Linked DNA regions of Mus musculus: region 2 is linked to region 1. A link is a contact called in public Hi-C data. All regions are on one chromosome and are shown on one strand. Each heading gives the region's core, a stretch centred on a gene start, on an enhancer-like site or on the middle of the called end of the contact. The rest is flanking DNA. Distances are from core to core; before and after follow the strand shown. Region 1 overlaps 4921504E06Rik (RIKEN cDNA 4921504E06 gene). Region 2 has its middle 9.7 kb from the start of Gm13348.

Region 1 (5,864 bases), core at 2,383-4,882:
GTTGATGGTGTTGTTGTTGCGACAGGGTTTTAAACTATAGCCCGGGCTGAATGGAAGTCACAAGGACTGACCACAAAGTCATAACAATTCTCCTGTTGCAGAATCCCAAATGCTGGGATTACAGGCATGTGTCACCATGGTTTGCCACGAATGGAGTTTTAATTTTTATATAGCTAGGCTCAGCATTTTTCAATTTTGCCTCCCTTTTATACATCAATTTCATGTTTAAATGATTTCTCCCCTTCTATTTCAGTTTTCATGGTTAAAAGCAATCTTAAGTATATATATTTTTATTTATTCTTCTCTCATATATTACATCCTGAATGCAGTTTTCTCTCTCTCCCTCCCTCCCTCCCTCCCTCCCTCCCTCCCTCCCTCCCTCCCTTCCTCCCTTCCACTCTACCTCTCTTCAAACCCCAACCATTCTTCCTCCATTTCTCTTCAGAAAAAAGCATCTCTCCCATGGATATCAATCAAACTTGGCATATCAAATTGCAGTAAGGTTAGGCACCACAAGGTGGTCTATTTAGACCACTACAGTACACAATGATAAAGAGAAACAAAACAAAGCATGCTATTACAAAGGATCCGAAAAAATTGTGGTAAGACAACAAGAAAGCAAGAAGGGAATAAAAGGAATACAAACCAGAATAATCAATAAAATGGCAATAGTAAGCTCTTGCCCTCCAGCAATTACTTTAAGGTGTAAATGAATTAAAATATTTCACCAAAGGTAAGTCAGTAACCGAATCACAGAGAAACAAGATCCAAGCTTGCTTTAAGGATACTCAGGAGTCAAAGGTTTAAAGGTAACACAAGATTTCCCCGCAATTTGTAGACCAAAGAGAATGAGGACAAATACACTAATTTCAGATAAAACAAACTTGGATTCAGTTGTTCTCACGAGAGAGAGAGGTCACTACATAATAATAAAAGAATCAATTTTTATAAAGAATGTAACAGTTGTAAACTTATAAACACTCAGCATTGAAAAATATAAAATAGATATTACCAATTTAAGACAGAAATAGCAATATGAAAAGTGTGTGGGGTTTTGGTAGCCCATTAATTTTTTTTTGTCAGTCCTTGGCATTGAACCTAGGACTTCACACATCCTAGGCAAGCATCCACTCCTGAACTACACCCTCGGCCAAATGTTCCACTTTCAATAACAGACAAAACATACAAGTTCAGTAAGAAAACTATAGACCCGAATGTGTCAGAAATAGAGAAGAGGCTCAATGTGGGAGGCTCCCAGGGAGGTGACGAATAACCTGAGGTGTGCAGAGGAGGGCAGACGACGGCAAACCGCTTGATAGTGTTAAAGAATGAAGTTTTGGCCAGGCGTGGTGGCACACACCTTTAATCCCAGCACTTGGGAGGCAGAGACAGGCAGATTGCTGAGTTCGAGGCCAGCCTGGTCTACAAAGTGAGTTCCAGGACAGCCAAGGATACACAGAGAAACCCTGTTCAAAAAACAAAAAACAAACAAACAAACAAACAAACAAACAAAAGAATGAAGTTTTGGAATGACAGAAGCAGGGAGGGGTACTGGGCTTCTATCTCGTGCCAGGGGCTCAGACAGTCCTACATGTATGAAACACTGCATAGACAATGGCAGACCTGGGATTAGTGACCCTATAGAATAAGAAGGCAAAAGAAACACAAAGCAAATCTATCAGAAAGCAGGGAGCTCAGCCCCACTGAGCCTCCTTGGGAAATGGAGGAATTCCCTTCCCCTTGACAAGACAAGGAAACACCTAGAAGTAGAGCTAATAGATTAAAGATGTAGGGAAATGTTCTAAAGTAAATTGTGCTGGCTTCACAGCAACCTCAACTTGTACACTTTCAATGGGTACATTTTATGCTATGCAAACTGCATTTCAATAGAGTTGCTAAGTGATTTCAATACAATATACCTATGCTTTCAATATACATGAATAGTAAGTTGAAAAATTTGACAGAAGAGATCACATCTTCTAAAGAAATAAACTATAACACTCAGGGAAAAAACTTGGCTGTATAAAGTATCTACAACTTCTATAAATAAAATAATAAAACCTTTTTGAAATATAGAAGACAGAACAGAATCAATAACTCAAGATTGAATTTTTATATGTAAACTATAATGGTTAAACCTCCACAATTCATGAATACATTTCTGAACCATGAAACTTCAATAAAAGTGAAAAACAGGAAGTTTGTTGATGATGGAATGACCACTCCCAAATTATTTTATTTTATTAGAAAGGATGAAAAAGCTATAAAAATCATAAAGAAGAAAAAAATAAAACAAACTTGCTAGATCACTTGCCTAGCTGTAAGGTCTTGGATTGCATCCCAGCACACACACACACACACACACACACACACACACACACACTCAAAGGCACATGCACACATACAGTATTAGTTTAAAAAGCACTATAATTCCAAAGGGTAAATAGACTGTTTCATTTGTTAGTTTGAGAAGACCTGTCTGGCCTAGAACTAGCTGTGTATACCTGTCTGGATTCAAATTCATAGAGATTGCAAACCTCTGCCTCTCAAGTCTGAGATCAAAGGCTGTGCTACCACACCAGACTAGTTTTTGTTGTTTAAATATAGTTTTCATATAGGGCCACAAAATATCTAGACTTGAAGGGAGTCTAAGTTATCAATGAAGGACATATCACAAGTCATGGCAAAAGGAAAATATCCAGTAAATGGCATTCTAATATGATGCTTATTAGTTTGAAAGCTGGCGATGGCATTCCCTTATCCCTCTGTTCTACAAGTTGTCTAAATACCTAAGTTCTTGTATTAAATTCCCATGTGAAAAACTGAGAGTGGTTTCATTTTTTTACCAGAACTACAGCAAAATAATACCTTCCTGAAAGAAAAATATAAGTATGATATGAATGTTTAAAGTTTTCTTTTTGCCAATAAAACAACATAATATCTCACACAAATTAAAAGTTAAGTTTAGAACCATGAGCTGGGAGAAGTAACGACACCCTTAACTGGTCTCTAGGGGGCAGCAAAGAGCTGGTTACTCTTGTAGGTGGTTAAAATGTCAAGGCTCACCTGTTTCCATATGACTAAGCCTGAGCAAAGTAGGTGGCCAGGAATAACAAGGCTTGTGAGGTCATGAGTCAAATCAAAGCTAACAAGCCCAAGAGAAGATTCAAATAATGACTTTATCTTAACCTAATATAAAGAAATGTTTTCATCTGATAAAGCACCTAACCACAACTAATGTGGTTTAGTTAAATATGGTGAACTAGCACATGTTTATGAAAAGTTGGTAACAGGCAGAATTTAGCTACTTCCTTTTTCCACTCCCAGAAATAGAAATTGTACTTATGAAAAGCAATGGTCATTATTCTGTCGTATTTTTGAACATTTGATGTATATTAGAAGAAGACATGAATGATAATTAATACCTGTTCTAATAAACCATAAATGTTTGAATTACTCTTACTATAAACAAAAATTCCAGAGAATTCTTGTGTGTGTGTGGGGGGGGTTGGGGGGGTGGGTGCACACTGGTATGTATTGCACATTGGTGTGTGTGTAAAATGGTGTGTATGTATGTGGGTGCACAGTAGTGTTTGTGGGAGGACGCACAGTTATGGGTGTGTGGGGAGGTGCACTGATGTGTGTGCTTAAGTGCTCGCTGGTGTAAGTGTGGGTTGCACATTGGTGTGTGTGGTGGTGCATACTGGTGTGTGTGAGTGAAAGTGCACACTGGTGTTTGTGAGGGGATGCACACTATTATGTGTGTGTGGGGGAGGTGTGTTGATGTGTGTTTTTAAGTGCATGCTAGTGTGTATGTGTGTGGGTGCACACTGGTGTGTGTGTGTGTGTGTGTGTGTGTGTGTGTGTGTGTGTGTGTGTATTGCACATTGGTATGTGTAGGTGGGTGCATATTGGTGTGGGGTAGGAGTGGTGCACACCAGTGTTTATGTCAGGGGTTGGGAGAGAGTGCACACAGGTCCCATGCAGATGCCAAAGAAGAGTATTCTGGGTTCTACTCTGTCACTCTCTGCTTTCTCAGTTTGAGAGAGTCTCTTATTGAACCTGGTGACCCAGGAGCCTCAGCAGTCTTCCTTTCTCTACTTTCAACTACAGAAGGGCTCACAGCTACTCTGAACTTCTTACAGAAGTGCTGGGATCTCCACTTAGGTTCTCAGACATGTACATTATCCCCATTACACTATCTTTCAGGTCCTGGAGGAGAATTCTATGGCATCGGGTTCCAGCTCCCTACCGACCATAGAGAAAAGACAAGGAGTCTTTGTAAGAGTGTCCTATTAAAGGTGGGACAACTCAGGGGCATGGGTGGCCTTTCACTGTAGAAAATACCCACCTTGAACTCTTTACCCACCCCACACTTCCAGTACCTGCATGGAAACTGGCTGTAAGAATAAAAATGGCAAGGAAAGAAAAATCAAAAACAAAAACAAATGCCTTCTGAGTCACTTTCTCCTGACGCTCACACACCTGTGTCGTCTAAAACACACTCCAGCCGAGGATTCCATTCATTCAGCACAGAACCAGAGTCTCACAGAAGCAAATGCAAACATTCTCTGAAGAAACCTCCCTCAATCCCAGGGTTCAAAGGACTCTCAGAAGAGCAGAAATTCATAGTTAAAAATTATAAAGTTCAAAAGCATGTACCATCTAGTTCTTGTGAGAGCCAATACTTGCCAGACCCTCAAACATGGAAGATTTGTAAAGTATGAAGGACAAACTATAAGTGTATGTAAATGTACTAATGCATAATAAAAAGGTGATCTGAGAGCTGGAGACAACTCTTTTAAGAGCTGAGCAAGCACGAGGACCTGAGGTCAGATCTGTAGCACCCATGTAAAAGCCTGGCCCAGTGTATGTATCTCTGACTCCACCATGTGGGCACAGACAGATTTCTAGGGCCTGCTGGTCAGCCAACAGAGCTGAAAAAAAATGTCAAATTTTAGTTTTCCCGAGTGATTAAGCAGAAGATGATGAAAGTAGAACTCTTCACATCCTTCTCTGGTTTTTGCATAGGCATAAATAAGTGCACACATAAAACAGACATGGATCTCTGATCATGTCCCATCTTCTTCACATGCTATTAGATGTGGGGAACAATTTTGCTCAACTATTTTTGCCTAACCAGCACTCCTCCTTCTGGGTTGGCCTCTCCTTAACATTATGTCTTGGGTTGGGTGTGGTTCTAGACTGGCTTGAGGAAGGGACTAATACAAATAAGTTAGATTTCTTTTGCTTGCCAACAAAAAAATATTCTAATATATGCTTGCATAACTGTCTGCCCAGACTCCCATTAGATTTCTTGCCCACCAAGTCTGAGCTATTTCTGTAACTATTTCAAATAAGACATTGGACAAAGGAGGACAGGTGCAACCTTCAGAGGGAGACATCATGAAAGGATTTGTTCACTAAGTCCCTTAATTTTATACCCAGCACAGGTATTACCTACTCAGGGATGTCTTCACAAAGTTAGCAGCAGAAATAGCTGTTCATTTGTGATAGTCCCATAAATCCTACTATATATGTTTATCTCTGCACACTTATATTTTGTGATTTATTTATGGTCTCCCTCTCTGCTTACGCCTACCTCATCTTCCTTCACAATGTCAGTATCTGGCGTATCATACCAGAGAGCATTCATTTGAAGATACTGTATGCCAAGATTTTATTTACTTAAAGATACATTTCCTGTGCAATTTCTTTCTTGCTTTGCTTTAGATGTATCAAAATAATTAAGATTATTTACACTATTTATTGTGTGAAAGTTATTTGATTTTTGACTCCCAGAATGGGAATTTCATGATTCAACATAACAAATATGAATAGTGGCTATGGAGGTTATGAAGGCA
Region 2 (5,864 bases), core at 1,502-4,001, 98 kb after region 1:
CTTCTTGAACTCTTTGTATATATTGGATATTACCCTTTATCAGATTTAGGATTGGTAAAGATTTTTTCCTAATCTGTTGGTTGTCATTTTGTCTTATTGATATTGCCTTACAGAAGCTTTGCAATTTTATGAGGTCCCTTTTGTCAATTCTTGATCTTAGAGAATAAGCCATTGCTGTTCTGTTCAGGATTTTCCTCCTGTGGCCATATATTCAAGGATCTTCCCCACTTTCTCCTCTATAAGCCTCAATGTTTCTGGTTTTATATGGAGTTCCTTGATCTTCTCAGACTTGAGTTTTGTACAAGGAGATAATGGATCAATTTGCATTCTTCTACATGCTAACCGCCTGTTAAGCCAGCACCATCTGTTGAAAATGCTGTCTTTTTCCCACTGGATGATTTTAGCTCCTTTGTCAAAGATCAAGTGACCAGAGGTGAGTGGGTTCATTTCTGGGTCTTCAGTTCTATATCATTGATCTACCTGCCTGTCTCTGTACCAATACCATGCAGTTTTTAATCACAATTGCTCTGCAGTACAGCTTGAGGTAAGGCATGGTGATTCCACCAGAGGTTCTTTTATTGTTGAGAATAGTTTTTGCTATCCTAGGTTTTTTGATATTCCAGATGAGTTTGCAAATTGCTCTTTCTACCTCTGTGAAGAATTGAGTTGGAATTTTGGTAGGGATTGCATTGAATCTGTAGTTTGCTTTTGGCAAGATAGACATTTTTACTATATTAATACTGCCAATCAATGAGCATGGGAGAGCTTTCTATCTTTTGAGATGGTCTTTGATTTCTTTCTTCAGAGACTTGAAGTTCTTATCACACTGATCTTTCACTTCTTGATTAGAATCACACCAAGGTATTTTACATTATTTGTGACTATTGTGAAAGGTGTTGTTTTTCTAATTTATTTCTCAGCCTGTTTAACCTTTGTGTAGAGAAAGGCCACTGATTTGTTTGAGTTAATTTTATATCCAGCTACTTCACTGAAGTTGTTTATCAGGTTTAAGATTTCTCTGGTAGAATTTTGGGGTCACTTATGTTGAAAGAAAGATGAAACTTCAAGACCTATAAGTCATACAAAGTACTCAGAAATTGCTAGTTGTTTGTGAGCCTAGAGGCTGCCTGGGACTGAGAATAAAGAAAAACAAACCCGGGCATGCCCTGTAGTTAAAACATTCCTGGGAATAGCTTGACCATAAAGATAAAGAGGAATGTGAGGACATAACAGGGCTATCTGAACTGAGTCCACAACTCACAGAACCCTGACACCCTGACCTGCACGTATTCTTTTGCTGATGTTTGAATAAGCCAATAGTGTGTCGCTGCTGAGTTCCCCATCCCTAAGCCCTTTACCCCATAAAAACCCCTAGCTTTCGAGCCTCAGGGTCTATTCTACTGTCTCCTGCATGAGATACATTTCGACCAGGAGCTCCGCCATTAAACTACCTCATGTGTTTGCAGCAAGAAGGATTCTTGTGTTTCTTTGGGTGTGCTTTCTCTCCTGAGACTAGAGTGGGGGTCCCCGAAAGGGGGTCTTACAATGTATACTATCATATCATGGAATACCCAAGATACAATTTGCAAAACACATGAAACTCAAGGAGAAGACCAAAGTGTGGATACTTCGATCCTTCTTAGAAGGGGGAACAAAATACCGATGAAAGGAGTTACAGAGACAAAGTTTGGAACACAGACTGAATGAATGACCATCCAGAGACTGCACCACTTGGGGATCCATCCCATAAACAACCACCAAAACCAGACACTATTGTGGATGCCAACAAGAGCTTTCTGACAGGAGCCTGATATAGCTTTCTCCTGAGAGGCTCTTCCAGTGCCTGGCAAATAAAGAAGTGGATGCTCACAGCCATCCATTGGACAGAGCACAGGATCCCCAGTGAAGGAGCTAGAGAAAGTACCCAAGGAGCTGAAGGTTTTGCAGTTCCCTAAGAGGAACAACAATATGAACTAACCAGTATCTCTAGAGCTCCCTGGGACTAAACCACCAACCAAAGAAAACACATGGTGAGACTCATGGCTCTAGCTGCACATGTAGCAGAGAATGGCCTAATTGGTCATCAATGTGAGAAAAGGCCCTTGGTCCTGTGAAGATTCTATGCCCCAGTATAGGGAAATGCCAGGACCAGGAAGCAAGAGTGGGTGCATTGGTAAATAGGGAGAGGGGGAGGGGGTAGGAGGATTTCAGAGGGGATACTAGGAAAGGGGATAACATGTAAAATGTAAATAAAGAAAATAAATATCTAAACAAACAAAAAATCCAAAAGATAAGCAAAACCAAACAAAACAATATTTGTTATGAGGTGATAGCAGCCAGCCAGCTTGCTAAGTGGTAGCTTAAGAAAATATGGGCTTTTTCTGCATGCTTAAAAAGCATACTTGTTCATTCAATTAAGCCAGTTTATTTTGGTTTATTATTGAATAAAAAGAAAGCCAATAGTGAGTACCTTTTTCCTTAGAGGATTTGTTACAAATTGTTTTAATATGGGCAAAAAATTTTTGTTTCCTGAGTTCATTTTTCCCCTTGGTATCAGATAATGTCAGATAGACTGTATTGAAATAGGAAGACCATCAACTTTTGTCTTCATTCTCATGGTCACAAGTAATCAATAAATGCTTGCAGTTGCCAAGCAGAGAGAATTCAATGTCCCAAAGCCTGGGATGAACAGACCACAGTTTTAGCAATATGAGTTGGCTCCTCGTTTACACTGAGTCAGCGGTGATGTCCCCAGCTCTTCCCAAAGGGAAGGTCCGACCGAGTCAATGACACATGTGGCATGTTAGTCTCTGACCTCACTGGAACAGCTCGAGACAGAGTACAACCTCTCTCTCTCTCTCTCTGCAAATAGAGAAGTGGGAATTTAAAAACAGTTAAAAACCCGAGCCACACAGGAAAAGAGAAGTTGCTGTTTCTACTCACTCTTTTGAGTTTTGTTTTCTAACTTTAGGTCTGGAGGAGTGAGAAGCTTAAAATGGGGGGAGAAATGGCATTCAGATGAGGAGGGAGGGAGTGAGGGAGAGAGAGAAAGAGAGAGAGAGAGAGAGAGAGAAGATATAATTTTTGGAGGGTGGATTTTAATGTGTGGTAAATCCTTACTTTACAGTTCATCACAGTGAGGAGGCTAGGGCACCTTAGGAAATGCTAATATAAGAAAAACATGACTATACCAAAAGGATTGACCCAGAGCCTAATCATGCTGAAAGCTGCCTCAGTTGGATTCTAATGCTGGAGTCATAAACCCTAAGCCCCAGATGAAGCAACAGGCAAAAAAAAAAAAAAAAAGTTTTTTATTTGTTTTTTTTTTTTTTTGAGATAGGGTTTCTCTGTGTGTCCCTGGCTGTTCTTGAACTCAATCTGTAGAACAGGCTGGCCTCTTATAAAGAGATCCTCCTGCCTCTGCCTGCCAAATCCTGGGATTAAAGGCATGCACCATCACCACGAAGCTGCAGCGTGTAAATTTAAGTATCTGTCTTTTTGGCTTTTTTTTTTTTTAATGAGGAAATGAGGAAGGGTCATGCTTATTCACTATATGCAATATACAGCTATATGCAACGAATGTTAATTTGATTTAAGAGCTTTAACCAGTTAAAGGAATGGGACACACTTTGAGAAAGGAGGCAAGAATAAAAGACATTTGCGGAAGAGGGAGAGGAAAACAATGAGTCATGAAGACAGAAGCTGGTAGAGAAGACAGACACACTAGGAGGAGAAAGGAATCGTGAAACAGTAACTGAGACTTGGGGAAAGTGACTGTCATCAGTTACCAAACTATAGGCTGATCCTATACCACAGACTCTCTATGAAACAGCCTTTAGGGGTGTAGCTCCCATACCACCAAGTTCCCCAGTTCAAGTGGCACAGTCAGCATTTTCTAATGTATTTACAGTCACAGAACTACTGCCACAATCTTAGTTTAGAACATGTTTACCATTGAGAAACCTATCCGTTAGTAATCTCTCCCCACTTCCACATTCTCCCTCCAGACTTAGGCACTTAACCACTAAATTTACATTTCTCTATTTGCCTGTTCTGAGCATAGGGTAAGTAGGATCCTGCAAATGTTATCTGTGACTTCAGTCATTTAGCAGTTTTCTGGGATTCATCTACATAGCACATTGACTCATGTCCCATTGTGAGGCATGCTCATATTCTACTACATATCTGTTCAGTGGTTGATGAATTTTGAGTTGCTACAAACAATGCCTGCATATACACTGGTGTCTGAATTTTTGTGTACAAATATTCTTTCATATCTTCTGTGTTTATACCTAGGAGATTTTTCTCAGTCACGTGACTCCACATTTGTCACTTTAAACAGCTGCCTAGTTCTCTTCTACGGGAGCTGCATTACCCTAACAGGTCTAGTTTCTAAGATTTTTACATGCTAATCAGCAATTGTTGCTGCCTTTGTAATTTTACTGAGATATAATTTAAACACGATACATGGAAGTATACTTACTTCCACAGTGGTCTTTATTAAGAGCGGTCAACACAATGTTCACTGATCCTCATAATCACAGAAGAAACCCGTACTCCTTAGCTGTCCCTCTGATAGCCACCAACTACTCCTTCCCATAGCAACGATAGGAACTAAGGTATCTTGCTTCTATCTTTCTGTTTCTGTTTTGTTTTTCATTTGGTTTGGTTTGGTGACAGATGTTCAGTGGCTAAATGCTGGATGTCATTGTGGTTTTGATTGTGCTTTCCTGAAGAAAAGTGAAGGCTCTTTCTCCCTGATTACTCCCGAAGGCCATGTTTCCCTTCTAGAAAAGTATATCAAATTCTTTAGCCACTTTTCAAGCCTGGGTTGTCTTCTTGGTGGCTTGAGAGGGTTCTCCACACCTTTCTGGACAAGTTTCTTAGCAATTGCTCGGATTGACAAAATTGTCTCCCACTCTGTGCTTTCTTCCCACTTGGTCAATTCACTCTTTTGATCACTTGATTACTCTGAATTTCTCCCTTTGAAAACTGCCAAATAGGGGCTGGGAATGGCCTAGTGATTAATGAGGGGTGGGGGTAGCTCACTAATTGATAAGGGGCTGGAGGACGTCTCAGTGATAAGGGATGTGTCTTGTTCTTGCAGAGGACTTGAATTAGGGTCCCAGAATTCACACTAGGTAGCTCTCAACTGCCTGTAACTCCAGCTCTGATCTCTGTGGGCACCTGTGCTCATGAGTACACGGACCAGCCACCCCCACATATATACATAATTAAAAATAAGCCTTAAAAATTACAAAGAAGTGCCAAATAGTTTTCTTCTGTTTTGACCACTGGAGATTAGAAGTATGAGAGGTAAATCTGGGGTATAAAAGTTCACTCAAGGAGTATTCTAAATTAAGCATGATAGAATTACTTGGCTACTTATAGGTCTATATTTTAAAGATGCTGAGACTTGCTCCTTTTAGTTGTGAGTACATGTGTGAGTATTTGTCCACCTTTGAAAGACAGGATGGATGGAAGGTTAGCTACATTTTTTTAAGTCCAAAAGGGAGCTGGAGAGATGGCTCAGATGTTAAGAGCACAGGCTATTCTTTAAAAACCCAGGTTTCATTCCTAACATCTATTTGTCAACTCACAACTGCCTGTAACTTCACTTCTAAGAGATCCTATAACCTCTTTGGTCCTCCTCAGGCACCAGGCATGCACATGATATGCAATTCCCACCACACACACACACACACTCATTCGCCCACACACAACACACTTGCACAATACACAATTTTTCAAAAAGAATTTACTCTCTAAAATATGCAAATGCTAATTATAGTTACTATATTGTGGTTGTTTAAACAAAGGTTAAATTAACCACAGATCATCCTTTTATAACATTGTAACCCATC

Evidence for each region. A called contact is a pair of places that touch in the nucleus more often than the background predicts.
Region 2: a Hi-C map of B cells shows a contact between it and region 1, with 1.8 times the contacts expected there. The contact joins two enhancer-like sites. A contact is called at or near these places in 3 of 39 promoter capture datasets (the C10 cell line, liver and stem cell-derived epiblast-like cells), 5 of 484 Hi-C or Micro-C datasets (B cells, Th1 cells, centrocytes and 2 more) and 2 of 115 datasets of contacts at active chromatin or transcription factors (CD8 T cells and large pre-B cells).

What each region holds. Positions count from the first base shown.
Region 1 is chr2:19,525,954-19,531,817 of GRCm38.p6, forward strand. The region is part of intron 4 of 4921504E06Rik (RIKEN cDNA 4921504E06 gene); the gene reads right to left. Among named protein-coding and RNA genes, the nearest start is that of 4921504E06Rik, 25 kb to the right of the region's middle. Within about 2 kb of position 3,633, at least 5 of the 459 cell types and tissues checked have an H3K27ac peak or open chromatin away from gene starts, as enhancers often do. A contact at or near this core is called in B cells and centrocytes, where this site is marked.
Region 2 is chr2:19,624,415-19,630,278 of GRCm38.p6, forward strand. No RefSeq gene overlaps it. Among named protein-coding and RNA genes, the nearest start is that of Gm13348, 9.7 kb to the right of the region's middle. Within about 2 kb of position 2,752, at least 77 of the 459 cell types and tissues checked have an H3K27ac peak or open chromatin away from gene starts, as enhancers often do. A contact at or near this core is called in B cells and centrocytes, where this site is marked.